Linked DNA regions of Danio rerio: region 1 is linked to region 2. A link is a contact called in public HiChIP or PLAC-seq data. All regions are on one chromosome and are shown on one strand. The core of a region is the stretch at or near the end of the contact, and the rest is flanking DNA. Distances in the headings are between cores, read along the strand shown.

Evidence for each region. HiChIP or PLAC-seq counts read pairs in DNA pulled down with a chosen protein or histone mark.
Region 1: an H3K4me3 HiChIP or PLAC-seq map of embryo shows a contact between it and region 2, with 6 times the contacts expected there. The contact joins the promoter of jun here to the promoter of fmo5 in region 2. A contact is called at or near these places in 1 of 18 Hi-C or Micro-C datasets (caudal fin) and 1 of 4 datasets of contacts at active chromatin or transcription factors (embryo).

The regions. Positions count from the first base shown.
Region 1 is chr20:16,778,587-16,781,578 of GRCz12tu, reverse strand. jun (Jun proto-oncogene, AP-1 transcription factor subunit) reads right to left here and starts at 1,704. Exons shown (of 1, transcript NM_199987.1): 1 at 1-1,704. The coding sequence starts at 1,435. The coding sequence ends at 509.
Region 2 is chr20:16,357,251-16,360,443 of GRCz12tu, reverse strand. It overlaps fmo5 (flavin containing dimethylaniline monoxygenase 5), which reads left to right and starts at 1,320. Exons shown (of 9, transcript NM_198910.1): 1 at 1,320-1,361.

The DNA.
Region 1 (2,992 bases), core at 455-2,954, 420 kb before region 2:
CATTAATGAACTTTTTTTTTAGAAAAAGAAACTGCTTAAGTTGGACTAACTCAAAAGGAAAAAAGTCGATTTCCGTTCAATTTAAGAACAACAAAAAAAGTACAATATGTAGCTCAGAAGTCAGGCAGCTTTTTTATCAAAAGTTTAGCAGACACAACGTCCTGCTTGGTGAGCCAGTATCCCTACTGTACGGCAGTCGCGTCTCTGTTTTACTCCTATAATACTGAGTGCTCCTTTGAAGCGTATAGGTCCATGCACAACCTGGTCGATGTGAACAAGGATTTCGTCAGAAAGTAAAACATGTAACAGAGTGAGTCTCATGCGCTCTGCGTCTCTGTCGGACCGAGTGAAGTTTTGCGCTCCTCAAAAGTCCAGTCGGATCATCCTTTAACGGCACGCGGCCGGCCGGACGGTCCCGGTCCCCGCGGGCTCTGTCGCGCCAGATCGCAGACATCAAGCCCCTGAAGTTTGTTTATGTGGCTGAACTCAAAATGTCCTTCGGCTCTCCTCAGAAGGTTTGCAGCTGTTGTGTCAACATGAGCTGGCAGCCGCTGTTGACGTGGTTCATGACTTTCTGCTTGAGCTGTGCCACTTGCTCGCGCAGCATGTTGGCGGTGGACGCGAGCTCCGAGTTTTGCGACTTCAGGGTCTTGACTTTGTCCTCCAGCCGGGAGATCCTCTCCAGTTTCCTCTTCCGGCATTTGGACGCGGCGATTCTGTTTCTCATGCGCTTCCTCTCGGCTTTAATCCGCTCCTGGCTCTCCATGTCGATAGGAGAGAGCGGTGGGGTCTCGCCGGGCATCTCGGGCACCGTTTGGGGCTCCTCTTTCAGGGCCTGGAGGCGCGGGTGCTGGACGGGCAGCTGCGGTGGTGCGCTCGGGAAGCTCATCGCGGCTGGATTGGCCGAGCTGCTGCTGATAGCAGGGTTGAACGTGTTCAGATCCGCGTAAACCGGCGGATCAGCGCGCATGGCTGAGCTGTAGACCGCACCGCCCGCTATGGACGAGACCGGTGCCATGCTGCTGTTGATAGTAGTTTGGGGAGCCGAGGTGACGTTGGGCATGTGCTGGTGGTGCAGCTCAGCCAGTGCCCTCACAAAGCCCTCCGCGAACCCCTCCTGCTCATCCGTCACGTTCTTGGGACACAGAAACTGGGTCGGAGTTGGCGTCGTGGTGATCATGCCGTTGCTAGACTGGATGATGAGCCTCTCCAGCTCCGGTGATGCCAGTTTGAGAAGTCCCACGTCGGGAGAAGTGAGGATATCGCTGGCTTTGGCCCTCAGGTGGGGCTTTAGGTTCCCCGCGGGGTCGGACAGATTGAGCGTCATGTTGTGTTTCAGAGCCTTGTGGTTGTATCCAAAAGTGGCGCTGTCATGCTGAGAGAAAGCGCTGTTTAGAGAGTCATCGTAGAAAGTAGTTTCCATCTTGGTAGACATAGAAGGCAAAGCGAAACTTTTAGTTCAGAAGCAGTCTTTTAGGCGCTGTTAAGCACTGTCCGCGTTCAGTAACGAGCGCTGCGGTGTTTGGAACAAAAGCGAGAGGATTGGAAAAGTTCCTCAACTCCCCGTCCCGCGAGAAACTTACTGCGTAAAGTTATCGCCAGTGTCACGGGCTCGTCTCCTCCTGCCTTCCGCGGATAGAAAGTTCTTCCTCCGCCGCTGTCGCGCTTCTCAGACACCAGCAGATAAACAGTGCTTAGCCGAAGGCTTATTTATGTTGGTTTGAGTGAGGTGTTTCACTGTGGCGAGGTCTGTATACTCTGAGCTTCTCCAGCGTGGAGGCAAACCTTATCTGCTACCGCTGCCCCACTAAAAATAGAAATGATGTAATGCGCGCAGCCTCTCATTGGCTGGAGGCGTTTTACTGGGCGTGTCACAATTTCAGATAAGGCGCGTTGCCTAGACGACCACCCAGAAGATTCTACTCGCGGTGCCTGATGGGATGAGGTAATGCTGTAAAGCAGTGCATTGTGGGATTACGTATTGTTTTTGAATATCTGGTTACCCGCTTAGCTGTTTTAGACCGTGGCGGGATACAAAGAAGCAGAGTAATGTACAACGCGCCACTTTTAGAACTTAAACTTTACTATAAGTTTGAGAAGAAGAGGCAGAATAAATGTGTGCCGCTGTATGTTTGAGAGTTGACCAATTCTTGCGCGAGTTTCGCAAGACGCGGCCATTCTTTAACAACAGCAAGTTCCAAACACTCTCTGGATCCAGTTTAATGTATTGCATATACATCAGTAAGGTAAAAAATATATATTAGAAATACAGTTTGGAGTCAGTGAAACTAATTTCCAACCTTACAATAAAATGTTGAGGGAGATTTAAAACGAAAAAAAAATAGAAGAAATGCCTTCTGAAATAATAAATTAAATAAGCATAACTTGATGTTACTCATTTTGTTTGAATATAATGTTAGATTAGCTGATTAAAAGTATTTTTTTTTAATCAGTCGTTGAAATATATTATGAATTAATTAGTATTTGCTAATTTTACTCTTCTTCACTTCCAGCACTCCCTTGTTGGCCCCCTGGGGGTCCCCGAACCCTAGTTTAAAAACCTCAGTGTTATACAGGCATACATAATTTAATCTGGCACGAAGAAACAGGGCTATAGTCTGCTTTTTTATGCCAAAGTGCATTTGCTCCGTCAGCCAATGGTCTAAAAATGGGGGCGTTTCTTATTGTGGAGTGACAGCGTGCCACAAAGTCCAGCCGCCGTATCCGTGACAGTCCCTAGAGATCCTCTCAAAAGTGCAAACAACCCTGTTAAACGTCACTGCGTCAACCACAACCACAAACTGATCGAATATAGCGTGACAGCTGACAAGTGACGTTTCAGTTTACTTTCTGAGATTTTTACTGACGTTGCTTAAACGTATGTAAAGACACAATAGCTAGTTTATTTGTATTTATAACAACATTAGTAAGATAAATATACAGGTAATGTTGAGATGGACATTTGCAAGAATGGTCGTTTTTATTATTGTTT
Region 2 (3,193 bases), core at 71-2,570:
CCTCAAGCCTCATGGAATTCCATAGCAGTTCTTAGTAAGCCTGGGCCCAATAAACAATATCATATCTAATTGCTATAAAATTTATGTCAATAGCAATGATAAGCTCTGGACTTTTTAAATCCATATTGATCTAAGCCAATCACACAGCAGAATTCTGCAACAATGGGAATCTAACAGTGTATTGAGATTAGAGATGTATCAATTTTTCGGCCACCATTCCGAAACCCTCTAATTTTTGAGCAAGTTGCTTTCTTCGGGGTTAATTATTGCAATATCCTTACTGCAACAGAGAAATACTTTAGACTTTAATACTGCAGGAAGATCTCATTGCATATAACATGTCATTGCATGTCACGTTCAGCCTTATAATCTTAAAATGTAGGCAAAATAACCTGTTTTACGCTAAAGAATCATTCAAATCCAAGCTGTAAAGCGACGTTATTGGACAAATTAATGTTATTAGTATAAGATACAACTGTTAGATAATCTGGGAGGGTAAAAAAATATAAATATTAAAAAAATCACCTTTAATCACCTTTGTCTAAATGAAGTGTTAAGTAATGCACATTACTAATCATACATTTTTGATAGCCTATATTTATGCTAGTTTTGATAGCCTATAATTATAGTAGGAATTTACTAAATGTCTAGTGAAACTGGATATTTTACTTAACAGTCTAATGATTTTTGGCATTAAATAAAAATCCACAATTATTTTAAGGTTTTACACAATTGACAAAATTAAAAGTTTTTTTTGCTACAAATAATAATTAATAAATATGCTGCAAAAAGGATTAAGTATATATATATATATATATATATATATATATATATATATATATATATATATACATATGGTGCGACGATGCGGGCCCCCTGATCACGCCACTATATCTGTTCCTTTATTCAGAACTGTTGAATTACTTTGCAGTATTTAAGCAATTATAGGTAACTCTTATTAAATGACCTAAAATGTTAAGTAATCCTTTACTTTTTCAGCAGAAAAAAGTAATATAATTACAGCAACAAGTTACAAGTAGTAACTAATTACATCCAACACTGTTAATATGTAGCCAACATGAATGCATTTTGACTGCTTCTGAGCTATGTTAGTTTTTATGCTATGCATTATTTTATATAGGATTAAAATGTAGATATTTACTATTTTTACCAAAGTAATACACAGATTTTCAATGCACTGTAGGAAAGACTATTCAGCATTAGCCTACTTACCATAGTGAATGGCGGCAGGGTCTCCTCCCCTTCTCCATTTGAGGGTGTGGTCTCCAGCAGTGGAAGTGTGTTGTGTAGCTGAAGGGCTCGAGTAGACTGACGGACATCTACTGCCGCTGCACACTGAGGTAAAGTGCGCCACAAACTTATTTTTTTTACTGTATTATCACTTATCGTCTGAAACGGGTGTATTTATATAACGTGACTTCTCTAACGTTTACGGTTTGTAGATGTTATTTTATCCCTGCCTCACTGAATAGAGGGTTCGTGCTTAAGTTTGTTGTTTTCATCGCTTTTGCAATTCAGTTTGCAAATCAACACTGCGTAACGTTAGACATGATTCAACAGCGATGAATAAACCGACATTGACTGCGTAATGTTTTTTTTGCTGCTTTTTGTACTTTTTAACGGCAATGATTATCTGTATTGTTGACCATTATTTCATAGGCTTTCACAAAAAGCCTCAGTTGTGACCATGGACAACAAAACCAGTCATCGGTGTCGATTAGTAGATTTGTTTACACATCACATGAAAGCTGAAAAAATAAGCTTTTAATTGATGTTAGGATTGGACAAATTAATGTTATTTGTATAAAATACAACTGTTAGATAATCTGGGAGGGTAAAATAAAAATCTAAATATTGACTAAATCACCTTTAATCACATTTGTTTAAATGAAGTGTTAAGTAATGCACATTACTAATCATACATTTTTGAAAGCCTATATTTATGCTAGTTTTGATAGCCTATAATTATAGTAGAAATTTACAAAATGTCTAGTGAAACTGGATATTTTACTTTACAGTCTAATGATTTTTGACATTAAAGAAAAATCCACAGCTTAAGGTTTTACACAATTGACAAAATTAAAAGATTTTTTACTACAATTGATAATTAATAAATATGCTGCATAAAGGATTAAGTGTATACAGTATATTTAATTTATTAAAAATAAATAAAAGTTTGGATCAACAAAAAAAAAATTTATTAAGAGTGACAATGACAAGAATAACTTGCTTTGCAAGAACTCATAGTAAACAAATGCTATCTGCATTCTTTAAAAATGCTGATAAACATTTTCTCATGAATTATATTACTGGATTCTTATTTCTCCCTCCACTTCCTTACCAATGCCTTTCCCACAATCTTTCTCATTTCATCAGGATGCTTCACCAATTTTTACCAAGATGCTGGGTTATATGCACATAGTGTTTTTCAGCCAATGATGAACTTCCAGTGAAAGGATTATGTGACTATTTTAAAGTTCATAAGGCTCCTTTTACAACATTAATGTTTTAATGTAATTCAAATATAATCAGTCATAGATTTAAGCATCCATTTGGTTGTTAAAGCGTAAAAAGAGACGAAAAACCAACGCCGGCGCTGTCATCAGGCTAATGTAAAACTCCATTGAAAAGACTGGGGTAAAATGAATTTCCATATTTTAAAAACATGATACAGAAAATAGAATTTATTTGCAGTGCTGCTTGTTTTTGTTTTTTTATATCCACTTTATATTGTATCTCAGCCAAGCAGTGAAGATCACGGTTTTTAAATAAATCAGATCTTAAACTTTGTGATTTTGTATTGGATGACAATTCATATGAACTCCTGGGGCTGACTGACTGAAATTAAAAGTGTGTGCATATATCCCATTCCAAAATAATCTACATAATGCACATTTTCAGACCCGTAGCCAGGGGTGTTCAACTGGTTCGAAAGGCCGACGCCCCACTGACAAAGTCCAGAATTTGGCCCCTATATCAGCTAATTTTTTCCATTTTTAATAGTATATCATCATAAATTGTTAGACTTCTTCGATCAGTTATTTTCACACTGACAGACTAAATTTTTAATTATTCAAGTGGACAAATTCTGAATTAAGGAAATGAGCTGGCCGCCTATAGGCTATGGCTTTTAATTTAAATCAGGTATTAAACCGTTTCATGATAGTTTTTT